2 separate regions of the Rattus norvegicus genome follow, and region 2 is linked to region 1. Evidence: chromatin contacts called from public Hi-C data. All regions are on one chromosome and are shown on one strand. Each heading gives the region's core, a stretch centred on a gene start, on an enhancer-like site or on the middle of the called end of the contact. The rest is flanking DNA. Distances are from core to core; before and after follow the strand shown.

Region 1 (4,777 bases), core at 51-2,550:
CAGCCCAGGTTCCTAGCTGTGGAGACCACAGAAGGTAAGGAGTCAAACCTATCACTCCACAGCTGGGCAGTGATTCACAGTCCTCACACAACAGCGAGTTACAGGGGCCATTCTGAACCACACAACCTTGTGGGCCAACATCTTCCTTCTCTGGATCAAATGTTACTAATCCCTGTGCAGCTGTCTAGAAGCACGACACCTTCTTCCAGTGTGACACACTTGTCTTGCTTTCCCGTCTGTCTGATCAAGAGCCCTAGCTTCTCTACGGCTTGTCCGTGCTGGTGTGACCCCAGGGACCCCAGCAGAGGAGGTGATGTACAACTGGCTTGGCATATTGGCACTTCTTAGCCTTCTCTGCCAACATATGGGCGCCCCTATTGCTTCTACCCCAGAGCTGCAAACAAGATGCTTATCTTCAACATCCACAGCCACAGGGGAGAAAGTCACAGCTTCCACAGAATTACACTGCTCCTTGGTACTGCTGGCCTGGCTTCCTTGAGAAAGTGGTGGCCGCATCTCACATCCCTTGGAGCCTTTGGCACCTGTTAGGGTTGTTTGTTTGTTTTACAAGAATCCTCTAGACATGGAAACAAAAACAACAATGAAATGAAAGGTTTGGCACGAAGGCAGGAAGCAGGGTGTTTCAGGAGGAAAGAGCATACTGCCGCTCTGACAGCTCCAGGTGACTGGAGAGAAGCGGATGCACCCAAAGGCAATCAGAATAGATGGGCGTTAGGGACTGGTGGGAACTGTAATAATGCCCCTTCCGGCAATAGGGAAGCACTCTGCAGAAAGCTAATTTTTTTTAAGCCCAACTTGACAAGCCCTAGTCCTAGCTCATGCACTGGCTGAGATCTGAGCCTTGTTCAGTGCATTAATCAGATGGAGAGAGTAAGTCCATCTTTTTCTAGTCTCCAGCCTCCCCAGTCCTCCCCTTCCTTCTGAAAACATCAAAAGCAATTTCCTCCCTAGCAGGTTGATGTTAGTTTTTCCTGGGGCTTTAATGAGGCACCTGTCTTTGAATGTGAGCTCCAGGTTCAAGATCAAATCACTTTGGTTCATGTCCTGAGCCTTTATTGATTAGCTATTATGAGTCCTGCACTAAGCTACCCGTTGAGGGGATACATAATGAACCACAAAGTCTCCTTGCTTCTGAGCCTAGGGCCAGCTGGGTATGAGGTGCTGTGGGCTTCAGGCTCAGGCTCCTGGATCTGAAGGCCTAAATGAAACAGGGTGCAGGCCCTGGGCAGGAGAGTGAAGTCCCTCAGGGCAGGGAGGTAGGAAAGACTTGCGGCCAAGTTCTCATCTCAGTTCCACAGGCAACTGCCCAACTCTGCAGTCAGAATGGCTTTCAAAATCAGAAGTGATCGGTTCATTTGTTTGTTTGTTTCAAAGAACAGTCTAAAGAGAGTTCCCTCCCCACTTCTGTACCTTTGAAAGCAACTGCAGTGTTTCATTTTGACATTCAGCCTTATTGATATCTAACTGACAAACACAAACAGCGTGTTTAAGGCGACTGAGGTGATGTTTTCATGCGCGCGCGTGTTTGTGTGTGTGTGTGTGTGTGTGTGTGAATTCCTATATGTGAACATGGGTGTGTGCAGAGGACAACCTCAGATGCAGACCCTCACCTTCCATTTTGCCTCAGACATGGAGCCTTCACTGTTATTCCTCCGTGGAAGCCAGGCTGGGTGGCCCATGAGTTTCTAGGGACCCTCCTGTCGCCACCTCCCACCTCCTGGTAGGGACACTCAGATTGCATAGGTTCATGCTATGCCCTTGGGTTTGTGTGGGTTCCGATAACCTGAACTCAGGCATTCACATTTGGAAGGCCCTGCCCGTAATGAGCCAGTTCCCCAGACCCGACGGCAAACATTCTGAAGTAATCAATAAAGCGCGTATCGTGTCCTTTTGACCTTGGGTTTACTGCGGTAGCTGCTCGTATTTGCCTAAGCTGAGAGAGCACACCTGCACACTCTGTACAGCATGCTAACCCACCCGTCACGTCGTCACACAACCGCGCTCGGCCGCACCCTCTGATCAACACCGCCTTGTCCTATCTACTCCATCTATGTTTCCTTCTGTGCCGGGCGTGGAGGATCGGAAAAAATGAGTAAATATTATTTTTTTCAGTTTTTAAAACACTTTTTTTCTGTTAAGTTTTTGTTGTTGTTTTCTTTTATGATGGATAAAAATTCTAAGTTTCGGACTAGAGAGATGGCTCAGCTGTTAAGAGTACTTGCTTTTCTTCCCAGAACCCACATCACTGGCTTACATTGCCCATAACTCCAGCCCTAGAGGATCTGATGCCTTCTTCTGGCCTACATTAATACGCACGCATGCACGCACGCACGCACGCACACTCTTAGAGAGAAAGAGAGCAGATACACATACATCTACACGCACAAAAATGAAACAAAAAGAAAAATTCATGTCTGAATTAGACTCAAACCCAAACTTCTCAAGTCAGCAATCTCTACACTCATACTGAGAACAGGTCACTGGCCTCGAGAGATTCTGGGTGCAGTGTAAGAAAATTAGGCCTCCAGCAGTAGACATAGTCATGCCGCATCCAGCAGGGAGAAATAACACTAATGATGGCTATGTATCCTCCCTACGCACGACGGTTCTCAGGTTAGCCCAGCCACAGTGTCAAATGTGGACTCATCAATAAACTGAAAACGAGGTGTGGGAAAGCCCTCCTGTCTGGCAAGAAGAATGTGTGCTGTGTTGGGCATTTTCCTTGTCCCAGCAGATACTACAATCCCTCTTAAGAGATAGCTTGTGTGCCACCAGCAACTGTCATGCAAAACTTCTACTCCAGCCACCTGCCTGACTTACAGAGGAATTCTTCCCATATGTGTGGGAGTCTGGGTATACACTTAGGCTCCCACCACCTTTAGTCCCAAGGGAGGCTTGGTATGTCTGGAAGTGAGAGCAACAAGTTCCTTGAATATGGCTCGAGGCAAGTGACCAACCAGGGTACAGAAGATACACTGGCACTGGGCAATGGTTGTCATCTGCTCCGCTGGGTACTCCCCGAGGCACAGCTTGCAGGACACCAGGGGGTCGAGGGCCAGGTCCCAGGTGGGCCGATATCTTGCAGTGGTCATCGCAGAACAGTCTGAAATGAGAGACATACACACTCAGGTCCTCCTCCTGTGGCTTCCATAGAAACACGGCGAGAATTCCATCTCCCGGTTATGGTGGGATGGCGTTAGGGAGGGGACAGCAAGTGGCTGTGGATGGAGACCAGTTCCTCTGAGGAGGTTTTTCCAGGGATTCTTGTCTCAGGTATGAGGGTGGCTATTTTACATTCTGGTGTTAAACCTCAAGATTGAAACAGACCACACCCACCCATCCTTAAGCCTCCGAGATGCATTTGATAGGAGTGTGTTGGTGACGTTTAGCAAGCACGGAAGGCTGGCTAAGATACTTCCTTCTTGTGTTTGACACGAAACATCTGAGGGAAAGGACCTAATGAAGCCCATCTCTCAGGCCCTTCTCATCCTCACAAGAGACACAGCTTCCCCAGTGGACAACCAGTAACACCTCCATCCCCGTGTGCTGCTTAAGAAACCCCATTTTCAAGAACATTCGGCTCTGGACAGCGATGCTCTTTGACAGTCAGGTTCACTTAAGGAAATCAAATGCATACAACCATCCTTCAGCGATGCTCACTCCCAACCCCCAGGACTTGCCCTGCCACATCCCAAGAGGCCTATGGCTGATTCTCCTGCTCATCTGTGTTTGCCTGCTACACACCGGCTATGCTGCTTTACCCCTGCTCGCTGCGTGAACATCCAAGGTGAGCGACACAGCCGAGGGGACCACGGAGAAAGGGAAGAGGTAGACCTTCAAGCTCCCAGGTCTAAGCATCCTCTCCAAGATCGCCCTTTTGTTGCATAAACAAATCCTTGCATTGGAACACCTTACTTCTCACTCTGAGCCCTTGCCACTTGATTTTAAGTACCATGTACTTACCGGGTACACAGGACACTTAAGTCCATGTGTGCTTTGTGATTCTAGTAGCCTGCTGCCCAAAGCCATGCTAGGAACCATTCACAGGAGCAACATGGCTTTATCACTCTAAGACTGTAGTTCTCAACCTTCCTAACAGTGTAACCCTTTAATACAGTTACTTATGTTGTGATTGCCAACCACTTTGGACTAAATAGCACTCGGTTAAGATTTCAGAGAAGATCTCTAGCGCCTGAACACTCAGCTCTTCCCCCTTGCCTCATCTTAAGATGAACACCGACACACAGGAGTGGTACATACTGTTCTTCATCTAAATCTCATTCTGAGTGAAGCGGGCAGACAACAGTGTCTGGATCCCCCATGTGAGAGCAGACAGCAGAGTTCTGTATCCACTGATCTCCTCATTACAGCACAGGGTTGTACTCATAGTGACACAGACATATGCAGGGTGTAAAAGGAGAGACCTCTGACACCACTCTCAGCAAACACCACATCCAGCATCCAGAAATACTCAAAGCCACTTGAGGGAATTTAAGAGGGTAACCAGACCCTCTCTGGTAACACCTTCAAAGCCACAGCCAGAGGAGTATCTCCAGGGTGGTAACCCCAAGTTCTGTCTGGTTTCAAAGATGACCATTCACAGGATCACATCAGGAAGAAGAGAACACTTAGCATTTCTCACCAGAAACATGATTCCGAGCAACCTTGCAGGGGCGGGACCCTCTGTGTTTTGTGTTAGGACAGAACTAATGTTTCCAAACCATCGCCCATCAATGGTAACATGAAGATCCTCAAC
Region 2 (4,543 bases), core at 1,503-4,002, 79 kb after region 1:
AAAAAAAAAAAAAAAAAAAGGCTAACCTCAAATAACTTCTCCAGTCTAAAAGGAATGAAGGACATCTTCCACAAAGACCCAGGAGAAGTATAATAGTTGACAGTCCACCTTCCTCAGAGGAGCCCACTCTGCAAGCCTCTAACTCAGCCTCAATCTGGAAACATTCCAGGTGAGTAGGGGTGCTGCTATGTCAAATGAACATTCTCCCAAATAGCTCTCAGGAAAGCATTGACAGCCCAGACCTATTCCAAGAAGAGAAGAGGGAAAGGGTCACAGATACTCAGAACAAATCCACCCCAACCCCATGTGGCCAAGGCACCTGATTGCCTCTCCTTAGCTACAGTGCCCTTATGGTCATAGAGAAGGACTGAGGACCCATCTATATCCATGACTCTCAGTGTCTCAGGACAGGCTTCGAAGGCTCTCCCTGCCCCTATAGAAAAAAGCCTCTAGGAGATGTTTGAACAAAAGGAGGCAGCCAGGCCAAGTCAGGAACCACAGTGGAAAAAACAGCACTCTCAGTCAGGCAACGTGGCTCCTGGCTTGGGGCCCTACTGCTGCAAGCAGGACAGCACGTTAGCTCTGAACATAGGCAGCACTGGTAAAACAGTGTGTGGTATCTTTTCCAAAGCCACAATAAGGCCCCCAGGAGAAGCCACGTAGTCTAGGAACAGTTTGGAAACAGGCACTGCAAGCTTGCAAACAAGAATTTTGAAAGACGCCTGTAAAGTATAAGCATAGCTCCCACAGCTTTGTGGCCTGTGGACGTCTAATTCCGTCCGCGTGTTCTTTCAGTAATTTATCTTTCAGTAGTTCCCCTTGACCGGGGTGGGAGGCGCCGATGTGAGAACTGGGATGTCTTTAGGAAAATGAACTCCAGGAGCTGGAGATGTAGCTCAGGGGAATATTTGCCTACCGTTCCCATTCACCAGGCCCCTTGTTATGCATACACTGATGATAGTGGTCCATTGCATTCACTCCAGTACTCCATTGGTGCAAACTGGAAAAGTTCAAGGTCATGTTCGGCTCCCTCAGGAGTTCCAGGTCAGCCTGCCCTAGAGAGCCTACAAAAACCTCACTATAAAAACTAAAGACGAGTGAATATATCAAAATGTTAACTCCAGAATTCAAATTGTGTTGGGTCCAGAAAATGTCCCTCCTAGTCCAACTGAGTTCCATGCACCCATTTTCCCAGGAGGGTCACATGGAACCCTGGAACACAAAATAGGTATGTATGGCAAAGGGTGGTGCCTGACTTAAAACCCCACGGGGGAGGGGGGGGCACCTGGCCCTTTAACACTGCCACAGTCACCCTGAAGCATGAAGTAGTTACTGTTTGTTTCAAGACCACCCAGGAGTCCCACTCAACAGAGGCCAAGTCCAGAGTCTTGGCCTCCAATTCAAAATCCCCTCTACACATACTTCCTGAACAGTCTTTAAAATGTAATAAAAGCCAAACTGTGGGAGACACTAGAAAAAGTAGTACAGCCCACGGGTGCCACTGAGGAGGAACAAAACTTTGGTTCTCTGGAAGCCACGGAGGCAACCCCATGGGAACGGTTCTTCACACTCTGCATTCCTTTGCTGGTGCTTTTTCCACCACCCTGGCTACGCCCCACTGGTCATCTGATTCCACAACTCTTCCTTTAGAACGGCCCCTGTCTCTGCCCTCTTATCCTAGGGCGCCCTAACCACCTTTCCTTCCATCTGCTATTGTGTTTTTATGCATCTCTTAGCAGTCTAAACTACCACCCTGGCCAGGGTCATGGAGAAGGACCTGTCTCCCAGACACCCCTCCTGGAAGGTCCTTCCTTCCTAAAAGTGTCCTAAGCAAAATTGTTCTGTCCTTCTAATCCTAGGACACTGGAATACACGGAACCGTGGGAAGGGTTCCCAGAGCCTTGTCTAGCTCTCCTTGTTATGTGGCCTTTGACCCTGCACCAGGCAGGCTGTAGATAACTGTTCAAAATAAGCATACTTTAAAGCATTCTCTGAAAAAGAGACCAAACAAGAACTAGAGCAAACTTTAGGTACGACCACCAGAGACCCGCCTAGGGTGAAGAAGTCGCCTCTTCCCGCGCAACGGAGGCGGCCAGGAAGCCTTCTGTTAGCAGGAGCGATTAAATCTCTGAGCTCCAGGGACGGTGCAGAAAACCGGGAGCAATGCGGAGCACGGAATGCGAGAGTCCTGAGGGGACTCCTCAGGAAAGAGAGGTGCAAGGGACACCGAGACTCCTGGGCCAGAGGCCAGCAGAGGACCATGCCCATGGCTAGGCGCGGCTAAGCACTGCGGGGTACTCGCGACTGCCACTGTCTAGAACGGACCGGACCTTCCCCACGCCCTCGCTCTACCCATGGCCAGGTCACGGCGGGAGTCCACCCAAGGCCTGCAGACGGCCGCCCACCCGGGCCACTCCAGCTCAGCACATCCCGCGCCTGCGGCTGTAGACTTCTCCGTGGCGCGCGATCCCCAAGTGCAAGCGGCCAGGAGGACGCGGCCGTCACCCAGCGGACTCAAGGAGCAGAGCCCTCATCGCCTCCCCGGAGCCCGCGGGTCACCGCCCGGCAGCACCGGTTAGGGGGCCGAAACCAGCCCCGCACAGCCTTGTCCCGCGCGGCCCGCTCGGGCGATGCCGACACAAAGGGGACGCGCGCGTCACCCACCTGGTCCCGCGCGGTCCGGGCTCCCGCTCGGCCTCTTTGCGCGCGGTTGCGATGGCCCCGCCCGGTGCCGGCTCGCGGGTGCTGCTGCCCCGTCAGCCTCCCGCGTGCAGCCCGCCCCGCAGCGCAGCGCCCTTTATGCCTCCCCGCCCTGCGCCCCGAGAGCTGCGCGTGGGGTCGACGGGGCGCGAGCGCGCACTAAAGCGCGGGCGCGGGAGGCAGAGCCAGTTTGCACGCCAGCGCCCCCTGCCGTTCAGAGGCGCCTTAATGTCCATGCACCAGGACCAGCTGTGCAGCCCCCACCAATGCCAGAGGACCCAGGTCAGCTTACTGACCTTATGGTGCCTTTCGGGGGTACAATGAGACCTCCTGAAGTTGTACCCCTACTTCCAATACCAGAAGAGCAAGTCCCAACAGCTACAAAGAAATGTGTTAAAGAAAAAAAAAGACCCTACCAATGAGGAACTGGGAATATCGTTCAGCGGGATATCTGGGACCCTCTACTGTAGTCTGGCTATGCAAATTATAGTAAGCCTCTGAACTTGACAGAACCTACTAGGCGATCTGCCTGTGGGTACTTTAAAAGAATCATCTTTTCACCCAAGTTCTGATGAAGCAAATGGATGGAAGAGTTCTCAACGGGCCCGGGCCTGAGGCTAAGGCTCCGTGAGTATATGTGGCGTATATGTGAAACAAAAGCCACAGCATTTTGTTTCTTTCTCTTAGCGCCTAAAATCCACCAGTGGATGGGAATTCCCATAAGTTATTCTCTTGCAATCCCTCTGTTAGTTCCTGAAAATTCATGTCAAACGTGCAAAAGTGGGCGAACCCTTTGAGTATGTATTATGGCTAGAATGAAATGTCGCCACAGGCATGTGTTCTGAACGCTTGGTCCCCATCTGGTAAAGATATTTCTGGGAGGTTCTGGGAATGTCCGGAGATGAGAGTTAACTAGGGAAGGCTCGAGGGGGGGCGGGGCGTGAGGGGGAGGTTGATCCTCTCTCTCTCTCTCTCTCTCTCTCTCTCTCTCTCTCTCTCTCTCTCCCTCCCTCCCTCCCTCCCTCCCTCCCTCCCTCCCTCCCTCCCTCCCCTAAGATGTTCTGCTCAAGCACTTTGGGCTCAAACAGCTGAGGACTGCACCCTTTGGCTAGGGGACTGGAGAGCCTCTGTTTGCTAACTCGCTCGACTTCTCCGGTTTTCCCCTGGAGAATTAAAACAGGATTAAAAGCTCTGTACCCTCTACTTTCTGCTACTACATTCCCGGGTACATATGTGTGTATACATGTGTACGTGGGTATGTGTGCAAGCCAAAAGGCAATGCTGGGGTGTTCACTTCTCTTTCTCTACCCTATATTATGACCCTAAACTCCTCTAATTCAGCTAGCTTGGTTGGCCAGCAAGCTCCGGAAGCCCTCTGTGCTATTACCCCAAACCCCATTACCCAGTGCTAGGATGGCAGGCATACACGACACCTGTACTCTTACGTGGATGCTGGTTACTAAGCTCAGGTCCTCAGGCCTGTATGACAAGCACTGTAGTGACCGAACTGTCTCCCCAACCCCTACATCCATACCCTCACCAGTTACCGCGTTGACTGTTTCTAATCTTCAGAAACACACACTTGGAGGACGTGGTGCCTCATACAAAGAAGGCTAACATTCTGAGGGCTGAGGTAGAAAGAATTGCAAAGTCAAGGTCAGCCTGGACTAGATAGTGAGACTCTGTGTCCAATAGGCAAAAGTCAAAACAAAACAAGGACACGCGTGGCCTCCCAGAGCCTTGGCTTGCATCAGACTCTGTATAAATGCCATTGTTCAAGAAAGCGCACAGTGTGAAGAATCCTAACAACAGCACTTTGTTGCTTCGGCCTCTCACTGAAAGA

What was found. A called contact is a pair of places that touch in the nucleus more often than the background predicts.
Region 2: a Hi-C map of liver shows a contact between it and region 1, with 5 times the contacts expected there. The contact joins the promoter of Rnf144a here to the enhancer-like site in region 1. A contact is called at or near these places in 5 of 12 Hi-C or Micro-C datasets (kidney, liver, prefrontal cortex and 1 more).

The regions. Positions count from the first base shown.
Region 1 is chr6:48,667,806-48,672,582 of GRCr8, forward strand. Rnf144a (ring finger protein 144A) reads right to left here. Exons shown (of 9, transcript NM_001082410.1): 3 at 2,979-3,124. The coding sequence starts at 3,113. Among named protein-coding and RNA genes, the nearest start is that of Rnf144a, 78 kb to the right of the region's middle. Within about 2 kb of position 1,301, at least 4 of the 93 cell types and tissues checked have an H3K27ac peak or open chromatin away from gene starts, as enhancers often do. A contact at or near this core is called in liver, where this site is marked.
Region 2 is chr6:48,745,425-48,749,967 of GRCr8, forward strand. Rnf144a (ring finger protein 144A) reads right to left here and starts at 2,753. Exons shown (of 9, transcript NM_001082410.1): 1 at 2,665-2,753. It overlaps LOC134479352 (a long non-coding RNA gene), which reads left to right and starts at 2,871. Exons shown (of 2, transcript XR_010052554.1): 1 at 2,871-3,327.